Regions from separate parts of the Columba livia genome. Here region 2 is linked to region 1. A link is a contact called in public Hi-C data. All regions are on one chromosome and are shown on one strand. Each heading gives the region's core, a stretch centred on a gene start, on an enhancer-like site or on the middle of the called end of the contact. The rest is flanking DNA. Distances are from core to core; before and after follow the strand shown. Region 1 holds the start of ZFP36L2 (ZFP36 ring finger protein like 2). Region 2 has its middle 240 kb from the start of ZFP36L2.

Region 1 (7,265 bases), core at 1,288-3,787:
AAAAACCCCAAAACAAAATCCCCTTCTTCCAAGGTCTCTCTATAAAAATAAGTTTTGTTCAGTTCGTGTCATTTGCCCTTTTGCAAAATGCCTTGTTTTGTTCAGCTCTCGATGTATATATAGATAGATAGATGTATAAAAAGAGGAGGATTCGCTTTCTTCGCTCGTTAACTTACTTGCTCGGCAGCCGCACGGCCGGACGCCCCCCGGCCCCCTAGTCGTCGGAGATGGAGAGGCGGCTGAAGATGGGCAGGCGGCGGCCCGAGTCCAGGCTGGGCGACTCGGAGCCGCTGAGGGAGCCGGAGCTGAGGGAGCCGCTCAGGTAGCTCTCCCGGTCGGAGAGGGAGTCCGGGGGGCTAGGCGGCGCGTCGAACACGGGCGACTCGGAGAGGCGGCGGAGGGGCTGGAAGCTGAAGGGCGGCGAGGCGGGGGGCGGCGGGCAGGCCCCGCCGGGCGGCGGCTGCTGCTGGCAGCGGTAATAGGCGGCGGCGGCCGCAGCCGCGGCGGCGGCAGCGGCGAAGTTCTGGGTGTGCAGGGCGAGGGGCGCGATGAGGCTGCCCAGCTCCTGGCCCGAGAAGGCGAAGGCGTTGTTGGCGCAGGGCGGCGAGAGCAGCTCCTCGCAGTAGGACGCGGAGGCGGGCGGCGGCGGCGTGCGCGACCCGCCGGGGCTCTCCAGCAGGGGGGCGTCCAGGCGGCCGCCGGGCGGCGGCGGGGCGGCGCCGTGGGGGTGCGGGGGGTGGTGGTGGTGGGCGGAGAAGCCGGAGAAGCTCAGGCTGTGGTGCAGCTTGGGCCGCTCGCCGCCGCGCGGGTGCCCGAAGCCGCCGCCGCCGCCGCCCAGCGGGTGGTCGCGGGGGGCGAAGGCGCGGAGGTCGCCGGTGCTGCCGGCGGGGTGCGGGGGCGGGTGGTGGTGCGGCCCCGCCGCGGCGGCGCTGGGGGGGGCGGCTGTGCCCCCGCCGGGCGCCGGGCGGCGCTCGTCGGCGTTGTGGATGAAATGGCAGCGCGGGCCGTAGGGGCAGAAGCCGATGGTGTGGAAGGTGCGGCAGAGCTCGGTCTTGTACTTGGGGTGGCGGGTGAGGCTGCGCAGCTCGTGGAAGCCGTGGGCGAACTGGCACTTCTCGCCGTACTTGCAGGCGCCGCTCTCCTCGAAGGGGCGGCACAGCTCCGTCTTGTAGCGCGTCGAGTTGATGGGGGCCCCGCCGCCGCCGCCGGAGCCGCCCCCCTTGCCGGCCGCCGCCTGCTGCTGCTGGAGCTGCTGCATGAGGTGCTGGCTGCGCTCGCCGTTCTCGCTGAAGGAGCGGTCCCGGAACTTGTTCTCCTTGTTGAGCAGGGGTGTGGGGCTGCTGCTGCCGCCTCCGCCGGAGCCCGTCTCCTTCAGGCTGCCGAACGAGGAGGAGGACGACGAGGTGGAGGAAGAGCTGGAGCCGGTGGGGCTGGGGAACTTGGAGCCGCCGGCCAGCGCCGGCAGGTTGCTGGTCGAGTGCCGCCGCAGGAAGCCTGGCGCGAAGCTGGAGCTGGGGTGGGCCACCGGGGTCCCCACGGCCTTCTTGTCCAGCATGCTGCTGAGGTTGGTCAGGGACTTCTCCGTCTGTTGGGGCGGGGGATGGGAGGAGGGGGAGCGGGGGGGGGGGGGCGGGGGAGACAGGGAGCGGGAGAGAGAGAGCGTGTTGCACGGTGACCACCAGCCCACCGACAAGGCTCCCGGGGGCGCCCAGCACCCCCTTCGCGGCGCCGGCGAGCGCTGCGGACGCACGACGGGGGTCGAGGCAGGTGTCGCGCCGCCCGGCCGGCCCCAAAAGCGGGTCTGCCGCAAGCACTGGGATGCCAGGGCGAGCGGGGCAGAGCCGGGGAGAAACACCCTTACAAGCTTTGCTGCATGAGCAACTTTTATGAAGTTGCTCCCGGGAGCGCAGCAGTTGTGTGCGAGTGCCTGCAGAGCAGCTCAGCGCCTCTACAGCTTCAGAAAACAAAAAAACACCCCCGAAGCCCCCGCAGCGAGGGTGCAGCACGCCTCTCCGGGTCTCGCAGGCTTGCATCAGCCGCCTTGCAGCAGGACCCGCGCTGCTTTAAACCGGCCAGCTGTCAGGCAGCGAACCGCCCGCAGAACCGGCCGCACACTCCGTCCCGGGCGGCCGTGGGCCTGCCGCCCCGCCAGGACTCGTCCCCCCGGCCCCAGCCGCCGGGAGCGCCGTCCTGCAAACCGCGGCACCGGCCCGGGGCACCGGGTCGCGCCTGGGGAACTACGCTCCTCCCTACCTTGCACAAGAAGTCAATGTCGTAGAAGGCAGATAAAAGTGTCGTCGACATTTCTAGATCCTGTAATGATCGGAAATACAGGAAGGACCGAAAGATCCCGCGCTCCTCGGAGGGTTTGGAAAAGCCACGACTAGATAGGAGGGGGCCGTTTGCTTGAGATCCGAAATGGTCCCGTCTCCTTCCCGGCGCAGCGGGCGGGACGGCGGGTGCCGGGCCGAGGCGGCGACGGCAGCTGCACAGCAGCGAGCGAACTGCGGGAACTCCGCGGTGCCCCGCGCCGCCCCCATATAAACGCGGCCGCGGCCCGCGGGGGCGGTGCCCCGCTCCGCCCGCCCCGCTCCGCCCGGCGGGCCCGCCCCGACTGGCCGGGCCGCCCCGCGGGGTCGCGCCAAGTTTTGCAGAGGGCCGGCAGCAACGGCGGTGTTTGGTGGTTGCTGCGCTGCGGGGCTGGCGGGGAGCAGCGGTGCCGCCGTGTTGCCCGCCGTCAGCCTCCGGTATCCCCGAGCCGGGTGCGCCGACAGCGCGGGCGGGACGGAGCGGGGCAGGGGCCGCGGAAGCGGCCGAGGCAGAGTAGCACAGTGCCTTGCGTGTTCGGCCCCCGTGAAGCTCTCGTCTTCGCACCCTTTTCCCCAAATAGCGGCGCCCCCAGGCCCCTGAGCGGGCCGGCGTTGCCCGCGCATTCGCAGGGCGGGTGGCGGCCGCCGCCGAGCGGAGGCGGGAGCGCAGTACCGTGGGAGAGGCGCGGCAGCGCTGGGGACACCTTTTTCTCCCGCCCCACCGAAAATAAACTTTTGCCACGTAATTGGTTTGAAACAAAGGTCGGGCTCGCACTGCCCCGGTGCGACCGGCGGGACGGCAGCTGGGCACGGGACGCGCGCCCCGCCGCTTCCCCCTCGCTGAGCGGTCCGAGTTGTTTTTTATTTCCCGTTTTCTAATGTTTGGAGAGCTTGGCGGGCAGACGCGGAGAGGCAGCGATGTTAACCCCGCAGCGGCCGCGCTGATGTGCAGCCCCCATCCCCCCACGCCCCCCTCCCGCACCCCTCCCACGCTCAGTCCCAACACCCCTCGCACCGCGGCGCAGCAGCCGCCAAGGTCTTGTGACCCGCCGGGCTGCGCCAGCCTCGTCGCGGGCTGCCCGCCCCGCTCCCTGCGCCCCGCTGCCGCCCCGGCAGCCCTCCCGCCGGGCTGCCCCCGCCGCCGGGATGAGGGCGGCGGCAGCGGCAGGTCCGTGCCGGCGGGGCCCCGTCCCGGGAGCGGGCTGTAGTCCAGGGCGGGCCAGGAGCCGCCGTGCAAAACACCCCCCTTCGCCCTCCCCCCTCCCGCGCCGATAAGGCTGCGCAAACACGACGTAGGAAAGGCGGCGCAGGCAGCGGCCCCGCACCCCTTGTCCTTTCCCGCGTTTGCTCAGCCCCGGGACAAATGGGAAGGGGGAAAATGGACGTGTAAAGTTTTATAGCTGCTAAAGCCAGCAGAGGCGTTTGATCCTCTTCAGCTTCCGAGCCGGGATGTCAGGCCCTGGAAACCCGAGGGTGCAAATCTGACCACGTCAGCAGGAACCCTGCACTTTGAAAACACATTTGCAAAGGAAGGCAACTTTGGGGGGTGGGGGGCTGGTGTTTAGCGCACTTCGAGTCGTGTTTTCACACTCGTCCCCGAGCCGCCGTGCGGCTCACGCTCCCATTTGGTTCCTCCCCTCCCGAGGATGCGGGGGGGCAGCAGGCGGGACGCACCGTGCGCAGCGCGGACCCGGCTCTGCACCCAGCCCCCCCGCACTGCGTTTGAGCGCTCACCCGCGGAGGAGAAAGCCCAGCCTGTGAGGTTAAGGCTGAGCTTATCAACAGAAATAGAAAGAAAAAAAAAAAAAAACAAAAACAAAACAAACAAAAACTCCCGGAAAAGACGCGGGCTGGAGGAGCTGGAGCAATAAAAAGCCCCGACCCCGTTCTTTCCCGTATCCCGGCACTTCACTCGGGCAAGTCCCCCGCTCGCTTTTGGGAGGGACGCAACCGGAGCCGCTTCCCGCCCGTCCCTCCTCCCGCCGGCGGCCCCGCACGGCCCGGGGGGGGGGGCTGGGACGGGCCGGCGGCAGCGCGGGGATCTGCCACCCCCTAGTGCCCGCGTCCGCCTGCACAGCGATTGCCAGCCCCAAATTTAAAATTCCTCCTGCCTTTCCCGCCTCCCGCTCTGCGGGAGGGTTACAGCTTATGATGAGAGTCATGCAAGGAGCAACGTGTCACCGGCGTTTGGAGGAATACTTTGATAAACTGACTTTGATCAAGCGCATGGCAGATCAGTGCTCTGGTATAAGGTTTTGCTAACCCTCTTCTGTAATTGCTGCGTAGGGTTTAAAGGTTCTTGCGTAGTTATAAAGTAACTCAATTCACCAGCAGTGTGTGGTGAAATGTATGTGAGCTGATATATTTTTATTTGCTCTCCATAAACTAAGGCGGGATGGCGGGTTTCAGTTGCATTCTAAAACCACAATAAGGAAGACTGAGTTTTCAAGTTATTTGGGTTACTGATTAACCAGGTTCTCAAGGCTTCACAAAGTTACTTAAGTTTTATGGTCACTGTGGATCTACTACTATGCAATTACACATCTGCATTTATCCATTCGTTGACATTGAATATATAGGCATACACATTTTAAAGTCAATCCAATAAAACCATTGCCAGTGTCTAGTACTACAGAGTCTTACATTGCTCATGTCAGTGATTAACGTCACACGACCTGTAATTTCAACACTATACAAAGTCCTGTTTGTTTTCTACTGTAAAAGCTGTTGCCACACTAGTTCAAAAATGTTGTCAAGGTGTGGTAAAACCGGCAGCTGTTAATTAATTGCACAGGTCTTGACTATTTTTAAGAGTGGCTTCCAGACGTAATCTGGGCTGTTCTTTCCCCAGAAGCTTAAAACAGATGCAAACTAATTTTTAGCCTAACTCAGAGTGTGGCTTGTTAAGCTGGGTAACATGCATTCTGTGAGACATCTTTGCATCTCAGAGTCTAATCTTTCCCTTTTGCCTATCAAATCCTCACGTTTCATTGTAAATGACATATATAAGTAACCCTGAATCCTGGAAACTGTAAAAGTATTTAATTTTTTTTTTATTGCTTTGTTTTTAGTGACTTGGTCTCGTGCAGCATTCAGATGTTCGCTAAGCCTAACTCAGAAGCATATCCTGATTTACAGCAGACTCTTATTTAAACTCAAGAAGTGGGAAGCAATCGGCCATCAGGCACCACAGCACTCAGCCAGGGCAAACTGACGCCTTGCCCTGGCGAGGCTCAGCCAGGCTCTGATGAGGCTAAATCAGGCCCTGTTACTGCCAAGCCAGCCCCCGGTGAGGTTAAACCAGCCCCCGGCAGTGCTAAGCCAGACCTTAGTGAGGTAAAACCGGCCCCTGGCACTGAGGGGTCCAATCCCGGCCCGGCGCGCACGGCGGTGCTGCAGCGCCACCTGCCGGCCCCGCGCCGCCACACGCAGAGCACCCGCCGTGGGAAGAGCTGCTAATTAACCTGCATCATCATCGTCATCATCGAGATTTACGAGCGCACTGCGCGAAAATACACAATTAGGTGCGGAGACTCCAAGCAAGCAGTGGTTTATTGGGCACGTCGCTGTTCCAGGGAGGCTGAACTAAGGACGGCCGCCCCCGCACAGCTTTGTTTTGGCTGCAGCCAAACGCCAAGTCACAGCCCTGGGCTGAAGGAACAAAACGGACTTATAACATAAATATTTATTTTCGACATTTCATTTTCATATCAGAAACCAACTTCAGTTCCCAGGAAAACAAACAAAAAATAAAATTGCAAAGCACAACAACGGCTGTTGCATTTTGGAGGGTGAAATGGTTGAACACTTGGTATATTCCCCACAACTGCTCTACCTGGGCACCCATCACAGCATCTCCCAATATCTCTTCTCATAGGCCTAAGTGCTGAGCAGGGCCGTAATTACCTTCCAGGGCTGCTTGCAGAACAAGGTGTTTCGAAAGTAAAGATGAAACCATTTTGTTCAAAATGGAACAGCTGCTTGGAACACAGCGCTCTTCACTTTAGAGCAATTTTATAAAAGTAGTTACTTGTTTTACAGGAAAGAAAGAGGCATGCAGGAGTGTAACTAGTGCTGTTTTAATCTACAAAATAAGATTCCCACCAAAGGGACAATCCTTGCCTTCCTCCAGAGGAAAATGCAGTAAAATTTAAAATGCAGTCCAAAAATTGTCATGGACAAAGCAGCCACGGTTTGTTTCTTTTTTTTCAGAAACACTTAGCAATAAAGTAAAATTTTTAAAAATATTAAATAATTACCATTCTACATCTTGAAAGGAGATTTTTTTAAAAAAATCAGTATTTTCTCAGGATTAAAACACAGGAGGTAAAAATCTGAGATAAAAAATGTAACACAACTACAGGTGGCCTGCACCTGGATGAATGGAAAATATTAGGTTTAGCTGCTTGACTTCCTACAGTAGCTATAATAAACCATGCTCAGCTGAAAGAAATTAGCAAATGCATTTAAAAGGAACAGTCTCCCTCAGCACATTTGAGAAAAAAAGAAAAAATAATGGCCTCATATATTAAAAATGTGGTTTTAGCCTCAATACTGAAAAGCTTGTTGCCGCTTTACCGAGTCATTATAGCAATCCCTTGTTCCTCGAGCATCGCTAGAATTCAGTCCCTCTGCCCATCTAGTGAATTATGTGCAGCTCCCTGCAGATGAACTTCTAGTAATTTACTTTTCCAGATTTTCATTTTTACAAGTACCATCAGTCTTCAGCAGATCTAATATCTTAAGGCAGACAGATATTCTCTCATTTTGAATAGACAATCTTGTGAATTCTGCCGTTTTGGTAAATTCTGGAGTAGGAGGTAGCGCTCTAAGAAGGTGTCCAACAAGCTGGGCTTGGTCCAGTGCTATTCTTGATAGTCGATTAAGTTCTCCTTGATCTGGTAAAGTTAGATGAGTTGTTGATATAAGCCGTAAAAGATGCTTACTAAGTTGTCT
Region 2 (7,177 bases), core at 564-3,063, 250 kb before region 1:
CAAGGATGTTTCAGTGTAAATAGTTTGGAAGCCAAATAGCACCAGGAGATTCCTCCTCTTGGAGACAGGAATGCAGCAATCTCAGCAAGCAGAGGAACAGGGGAAGAGGTGCAAGCTGATAGCTGACAGCAACAGAAAACTGCAGAAGTACCTGGAACAGAGAGGTCTTTTCTGCAGCTGAGACATATCTGGCAACCAACTTTTACAATGCTTAATACTACCTTTGAACTGCCCCGTCTTGAAAGGAAACAATAGGGGAGACCATACGCAGTTGCAGGGGCCCAAAGGCAGACTCTGTAGGACAGAACATCTGACAGTTGTTTGAGTGGGGCAACAGAGGCTTAGAATGAAGAAATACTGGCAATATTGCTTAAGACAGCTATTGTAACTCCAAGGATTTTGAAAGCCTGAAATGTTGTCATGAACAGGGAGGATGTTAACTTTCTACGAAAAGCATCCACTTACAGCATGTCAATTAAAATAACGCCAGAAACCACCTAATTTACCATTTAAACAAAAAATAAAAGTGTAAAACCCACCGTTACAGCCTTTATCTAATGTATTCTTTGCCCTAAGCAACTGTTAATATAGTTACATAAATTCTCATTCTGTTAACTTAAATGTAAGGCAAGTCCAAAGTTTCATGGAGCAATAGGAATTGCTGCTGTAAATTAGACCTGTGTGCAGCCTACTGAACTTTAAAAGATTTCTGCCAGACTCCTCAGGCATGAAGTGATATTTTGAACACTGTAACAGTGGCTAGAAGCTTCAGGAAAAGGTGTTCGTTATTGGAAAAGTTTTGTTCACAGTGGGAGTTTGCTCTAATCCTGCACAGATTTAGAATTAATTTTTCAAGAGAGACCAAATAATACCCTAAATTCCATTAAAATTCGATGGGATTTATGTGCCTAACATCCTAAGTCCTTCTGAAAATCTAAGCTTTTATGTTTGGCTTATGCTGTAGAGCATGAGAGGGAAATATTTCTTATATAACTCAAACAGCTCAGATTATACACAAGTAATCCAAACCATCTGTGGATCACTGCAGTCAAAAATTCGCGGGCTGCTTCCCCTCCACCCCCTTTTTTTTATTATTATTATTATTATTATTATTATTATTTTAAATAGGGTTTCTAATACATTTAGGCTTCGGACAGAGTAAAAAAAAAGTACAACTCTTGGGTAAGCATCAGAGCAGCCACAAAGCTCCCCTGGTTTTCATGGCTGGTCCCCTGTGTGCAGCTGCAGCTCAGTGTTCAGGGAGGAGGCAGCTCTGCAGAGAGAGCACCAGCTGCAGGTTCCCCCATGCCAGGGGAATCCCCAGCCAGGGAACTCAATCCACTTTGAGCTATCAGAGCGGCACAGAGGTTCTAGACCAGCTTTGGGTATGGCTCTGGTATTGAGGTGACCCAGAATTTCCATCCGTTACTAACACAAAATACACTACAGAATTAGAATAACTGCACTGTCTTTGTATGGATTGTCTAGAAGTGACTTAAGATGATTAAAAAGGATAAAATCAAATTACTAATTTAAATCAATAGCATTGTAAAAGTGTACTTCTTGTGCATTCCTACTTTTTTTTTTTTTTTTACAACACATAGGATTAAAACAGTAGAGATGTGTTCAGTTAAAATGTCATCTGGACTCTGGCAGCTTGAACATGTGGCTCCACACAGGAAGGCTTTAGATGGTGCTCTGCTCTGACCGATACTAATGCAAAAAGTCAGCAAGAGGAAAGTACCAGAATAAATGTAAAAGCCTTCCACTACAAAACAGGAAGCAAAACAGCACCAAGAAGCTGTGCTGTTTGCCGGGGATATGTTCAAATCAGATGTTATTGAAGAGATTCGCCCCAAACTAGGATGCTCTGAAAACAAGTTTAAAGACAGGTCACAGATTCAAATGGAACCTAAAATTAGTACAGAGTGTTTTGTCTCTTCGCTCTATATTCCGGTGCTACGTAATGAGATCATATTGCTGTCAGAGCCAAATGATCTCTCTTACTGCTGTTGCTATGAGAGGCCAAGAGAAGCTGCCAAGACCTCCAGTGAGGCATTCTCAGTGAAAATCTATATACATGTTTTTACTGCCCTTTCTATCACTGTTCAATGTCTTACAGAGTTAACATTCTGATATGGTAATTACTTACCTAGCAAAGAGTAAAGCTGTGCGTGATTCCACAACACACAGCCGATAAGGGGATGCATTTAATGTTAGAAATATTTTGTTGAGTAGAAAACCTGAGGCGGGAGTTGGCTGCTATGAGCATTTCAAAATCTTATATAAAAATTAAAATTGGAGTAGACTCAAAGGCCTCACTTATCTCTCATTTTTACAAGTGACGATCCAAACGAACTCCCAAATACTTAAAGAACAATCTTAGAGTAAAATCTAATGTGATGGAAGGCTAATTAAGCCGCCTTGAAAAGTTAAAATTACCAAGAGTAGGAACTTAAGAAAAAGCCATTTTCAGCAAAATAAGTTGGTTGGAATGGTACGTTGTTTCAAAATCTGGTAGCAATCATCTTTGTATTAATATGCTGTAAATATGTTCACGGAACGAAAAAGAAATAAATACCAATCTTGAGAATATACTGGGAAAATGATATTTTCAACCAGCTGGCACTTGTCAATAGGCAAGGCTACTGTCAGAGCTCGGGCAGTCTTATTCCTTAGGTATGCACAGAGACCAGAGTACAGATACACCCACTCTGACCACTGACACAATTGCCAGCGGCACACGTAACTCTACTCTTACTTTAGTTTTTCAGGACAGTGTTTCTACAAAGTTGCTCAGATAATCTGGAATTACCGTAGGATCTGGTGGTGCCATCTAAAACTGCATCTGTCACTCATGTCCAATAAGGAGGCAGGATAAAAGCTAACTACATACAGCCCAAAGAGGCAAGCTGATGTGGGATCAAACATGAACAGAACTGGACTGCTTTTTGGCTGAGATTGTTATTGCTGGCCCTAACAGACCTAGTGATCCTGTTTTTCTGAGATCTTTGTGACTTCAGACAGCATTTATTTCAGAGGGCAGACTGACATATACCCAAGAGATGAATTGCAGATATCTCAGGACAACTTCAGTTCTTCAGAGGAAAGATGTAGCAATGCAAGGTGCAATCCCAGGGCTTCAACTCAGCTTCCCACCCCTTTTGCCAATATATTTGGTGAAAAAGAGGGGATGAGAGAAGAGGGAAAGAAAAAAATAAAGTAAATGGAGGTCAGATATATATAAACTAAAACAGATTTAGTGTTTTTTCACTTAGTTTGCAAATTTTACTTAAAACTTTTAAACCCTTTGGTACATTTTAATCTCAGAGGCAAGGCCAATTTATGCAAGCCAGCCAGAATATGTGAAAGGGGTAAGGGTTGAGCCTTTTCACCTAAGACCAGAGATGATCAGTATCAAGGCTGCAACTAGAACTTAGGTTCTCACAGTCCTGGTTTTGCAGTTACATTTCTGGGACTCATTGTGTCCCAAATGAGCCTTTTTTACTTTCTTGGCATTACTACCAGAACAGCCTTTTCCATCTACAAGGAAATCTGATTCTCCTGCATCATAAAGAAAAATCAGTATCGCATTTGCTGAAATCAGAGGGACATCCATTTGTAGCAGGTGTTAGGAGAACCAGGTTTAGTATCAGATTTTTCTCTTGAGAAGTCATTCCACAAGTTAACAGAAAACCTTCTAAAGTTTACTCCTGAGGATTATTTTGGATGTAATAGAGACAAAACTCAGTTGGACCAATCTAGAACAAACAGATGTTTTATTGTTTGTTTTTTTTTTTCCTCTAGATTGTCCACTGAAATAGAGTAATACCTGGGTTCAACAGCTCATGAATTTAACTTAAGCGGTCATACTTGTGTAGCATGAGGCTTCATAAGCTGTTTGAATAGATTTGCTTCTAGATCTAGAGAAGACATTTAGGGAAACATTGCTCCTGAATGGATTGCATAACACTTAATAAACCTTTTTCTTAACTAGCATCTTTGCCAAATAGCACCTCATTTTAGTTTCTCAACCTTACAATAAAAATATGAAGAACCTGTCTGGCCACTAAGAGCATTCACGTAAGGGGATTTTCAGTCTAGTTATATATAAGCATCCTCTAAGAGGTTTAAACCACAAACTTTTACTGCAATATAAAAAGGGACTGTGCAGGACTTTCTAAAAACATTTGTGCAGAGGCATGAATAGCCGTCTTGGGGAAACTCCCTGTATTAATAGAAATAGCTGTTATTGCCCGTGCTGTGCAAAAGCTCAGAGGGAATAATTACAAATATTCTTGTAACTTGTTCCGTTTGAAGGTAGTGGTTTTCAGAAAGACATCTTAATAAGTGGGAAAGTCAAAAAGCAAGCTGATTAAAAAAAAAGCAGCAGTGTTTACTAATACAAACACTGGCAGTAAGAACTGTCATTCCCCTCCACCAACACACACATTTCTGCCCAAGGGGCCACCGGTATTCTACTCCCCACGAGATCAAATTTCCCCTTTGCCTCAGGGTTTATAACTGAAGCAAGACCATTTCTCATTTTCATGGACTGCACTCTAATTAGCAAAGTATCAGCCCAGACCTTAGGATGTCTGAAAAATTAAGGTCTAGGATAAGGAGGGGGGGAAAAAAATGTAACCACCAATGTAAACCTATGGATTCTGATGTTAACACATGGCATTTCTCAGCTGCGATCAATTACAGCAGAGACTGCAACAGAAACCTTGTACTCCTCCCCCCTCAAAGGCTTCAGCTGTAGCATCTTCTGCTGTCCCCAAAGGCTTCAGCTATAACATCTTTTCTTGTGCTATTAGTTGCTCCAAAATAAGGGGAGGGGGTCATGCATGACTGACAGCCAACCCATTTTTATAATCTGTCTCCAGAGTACTGGGTGTAAGAATGCCAATTTAACAGTAAGGAATATTTAAATTACCAGTTATTTATGCTCATGTAAAGTCACTGTTGTTACAAAGTATTCTCCAGTGTTTCCTGGACACACATTCTCAGCTTTCCAGAAATTTGGCTGAGGTTATCAACACCAATTAAGGAAGCAGCATGAGAAACAGAAAACCTGAGACATCAGAGATTATGAAATGCAATCTATTTTGTTTCTTTTCTGAAAGAGCCATTCACAATAAAATTTAATGCTGAATTCAAACTGTGGGCCATTAAATCTCTCACCAATAGAACCCTTTGGTTTTCAGGACTTGTCTCACATACAGCACAGGCTGCCTGGGGAATAGAAATCCAACTAGTTTTGACATTTCAGTTGCCTGTTTATTGATGCTATCTGCTTACATCTTGCATAGCAGTAAAAAAACAACCCAACAAACAAACAAAACCAAAAAAAAAACAAAAACACCCCACAACAACAACCAACCACAACATTCTATTGCATGGATATCACAAAAAAAAACATAGTGACCTGCCAGGAAGTCTCCACGTTTTTTCATCTTGAAGTTGTCCAAAGGAATAACCTTTAAAGTCCCTAGGACTTTGTTGGGTGGCCAACTTGAAGTCAAGAAGCCATGGAGCTCAGCATTTCATGAGGAGGGGCTGGGGAGGGGGCGGGAAATCAAGGAACAATGCCTTCCAGAATACCAGGCAGAGATTGAAAAGTATAAACCTAAAAGTTGCGCATTTTTTCAGATTTTGGGGTTTGCGGGGGGGGAGATGTTTGTTGTTGTTTTGTTTGTGTGGCTTGTTTATTGTTTTTTTTTTTCCCCCTTAGGAAAACCCCACCAAACACACACAGCAAACAGCTAGGCTTAGAAGATGACTACTTTTAAGAGATGATGGGGTTAAATTGTCAATCTAAGTACATACACATTCATGAATGTCCCTCCATTCATCCAATCGGTAACCAAAAGCAGGAAACTGGGATGCAAGAAGTATTTGCTCTTTGATTTTCTTTCTAGTTTTACTTAGCTTGGAAGATCAGAAGAGATATTTACAACATAGTCCTACTTTAATTATATCCAGAGACTTGTATTTATAATGAATTGAAAACAAGTTTCTAATTTTGTAAGACTAACAAGGCTGAAGTTTTTCCATGCCACGTGTTTGAGTAAACCAAATTTGGAGGGGGAAGAAAGGGAAGAAGAGGAAGAAATTCAGTCAACAGCTCAGCTGTTTCTAAGAATGAGGGGCATCAAAAGTAAATTGGTTTTGCAAAGCTCAAATTCTATCAGCCTTTTATTCAAGCATCTCTAACATTTCTAGACCTTGGATTAGGAATATTAAATTTCACAAGGGAAATCTTTGCACTGAGGATGGCCCTTTGTGGCTCCTGTGTACAATTCTGCCACTCTAAGCTCTTGCAAATGAGAAATGAAATAAAGTATCCATTTGTACCTAGAGATATTTTAGCAATTAACATTTCCTAGTCTCTCTTCATTTAGCAAGCTGCCATCTCTCATCAGTCCAAGCTGCACATACTATTCAAACCAGGAAATTTTAACATGCTCCATGCATTTACAACTTCTGCCTGCAACTGCCACAGAATATCTGAAGTCATTCCAGCTTGAGAAGAAGCAGATGAATCTGGATTTATTTTTCATTTCTTTATGTAATACCTCCTTCTGTTTCCTTTGCTTGGGAAACTGATGGTAGGGGCCTTGTCTGTTCTTGGTAAATCAGTGAATCCCCAAAGGGCTTTATTATGTCTAAAAAATATTCCTTTGAAATGAAAACTGGAGGTGCTTGGGAGAAGGCAGGGAAACAGGACTGAAGAAGTAGGGGGTTCTGATCTGAAGAAAGAATGCCTTTTGGATTTCAGCATAGCAGAGGTGTTCATGGTAAAGACTGGGAGGGCCTGAGCACAATCTAAAGATCCACGGAAGAAATAAATGAAAGTGAAGGTGGACATGCAAATAAGCATTAGACAGACTAAGGGCTACAACTGATGGGTCCGGGACAGCAGAGCAAAGGAAGAAACAGGCAGCAGTGGATCTGGGTGGGCAGTGCATTTACAATGAGAAGACACAAACCAGCCAACTGAACAAGATATCCAGGAAGGGATCTGTGTTCTGAGAGTAGACAGAATGAGAAACAAAGAGGTGATTTGGACAAGGAGCTCAGAGCCAGACTGACCAAGGGACGACTGCATGGACTGACACATTACAAGCAAGTTAAGAAAAGGCTAGCTTAAAGACAAGAGAAATCTTGTGCA

What was found. A called contact is a pair of places that touch in the nucleus more often than the background predicts.
Region 2: a Hi-C map of crop shows a contact between it and region 1, with 2.2 times the contacts expected there. The contact joins the enhancer-like site here to the promoter of ZFP36L2 in region 1. A contact is called at or near these places in 2 of 2 Hi-C or Micro-C datasets (crop and liver).

Annotation. Positions count from the first base shown.
Region 1 is chr3:93,732,957-93,740,221 of bColLiv1.pat.W.v2, reverse strand. ZFP36L2 (ZFP36 ring finger protein like 2) reads right to left here and starts at 2,537. Exons shown (of 2, transcript XM_065058304.1): 1 at 2,254-2,537; 2 at 1-1,585. The coding sequence starts at 2,304. The coding sequence ends at 215. THADA (THADA armadillo repeat containing) reads right to left here. Exons shown (of 38, transcript XM_065058283.1): 38 at 5,846-7,265. The coding sequence ends at 6,993.
Region 2 is chr3:93,978,452-93,985,628 of bColLiv1.pat.W.v2, reverse strand. No RefSeq gene overlaps it. Among named protein-coding and RNA genes, the nearest start is that of ZFP36L2, 240 kb to the right of the region's middle. Within about 2 kb of position 1,813, at least 2 of the 3 cell types and tissues checked have an H3K27ac peak away from gene starts, as active enhancers do.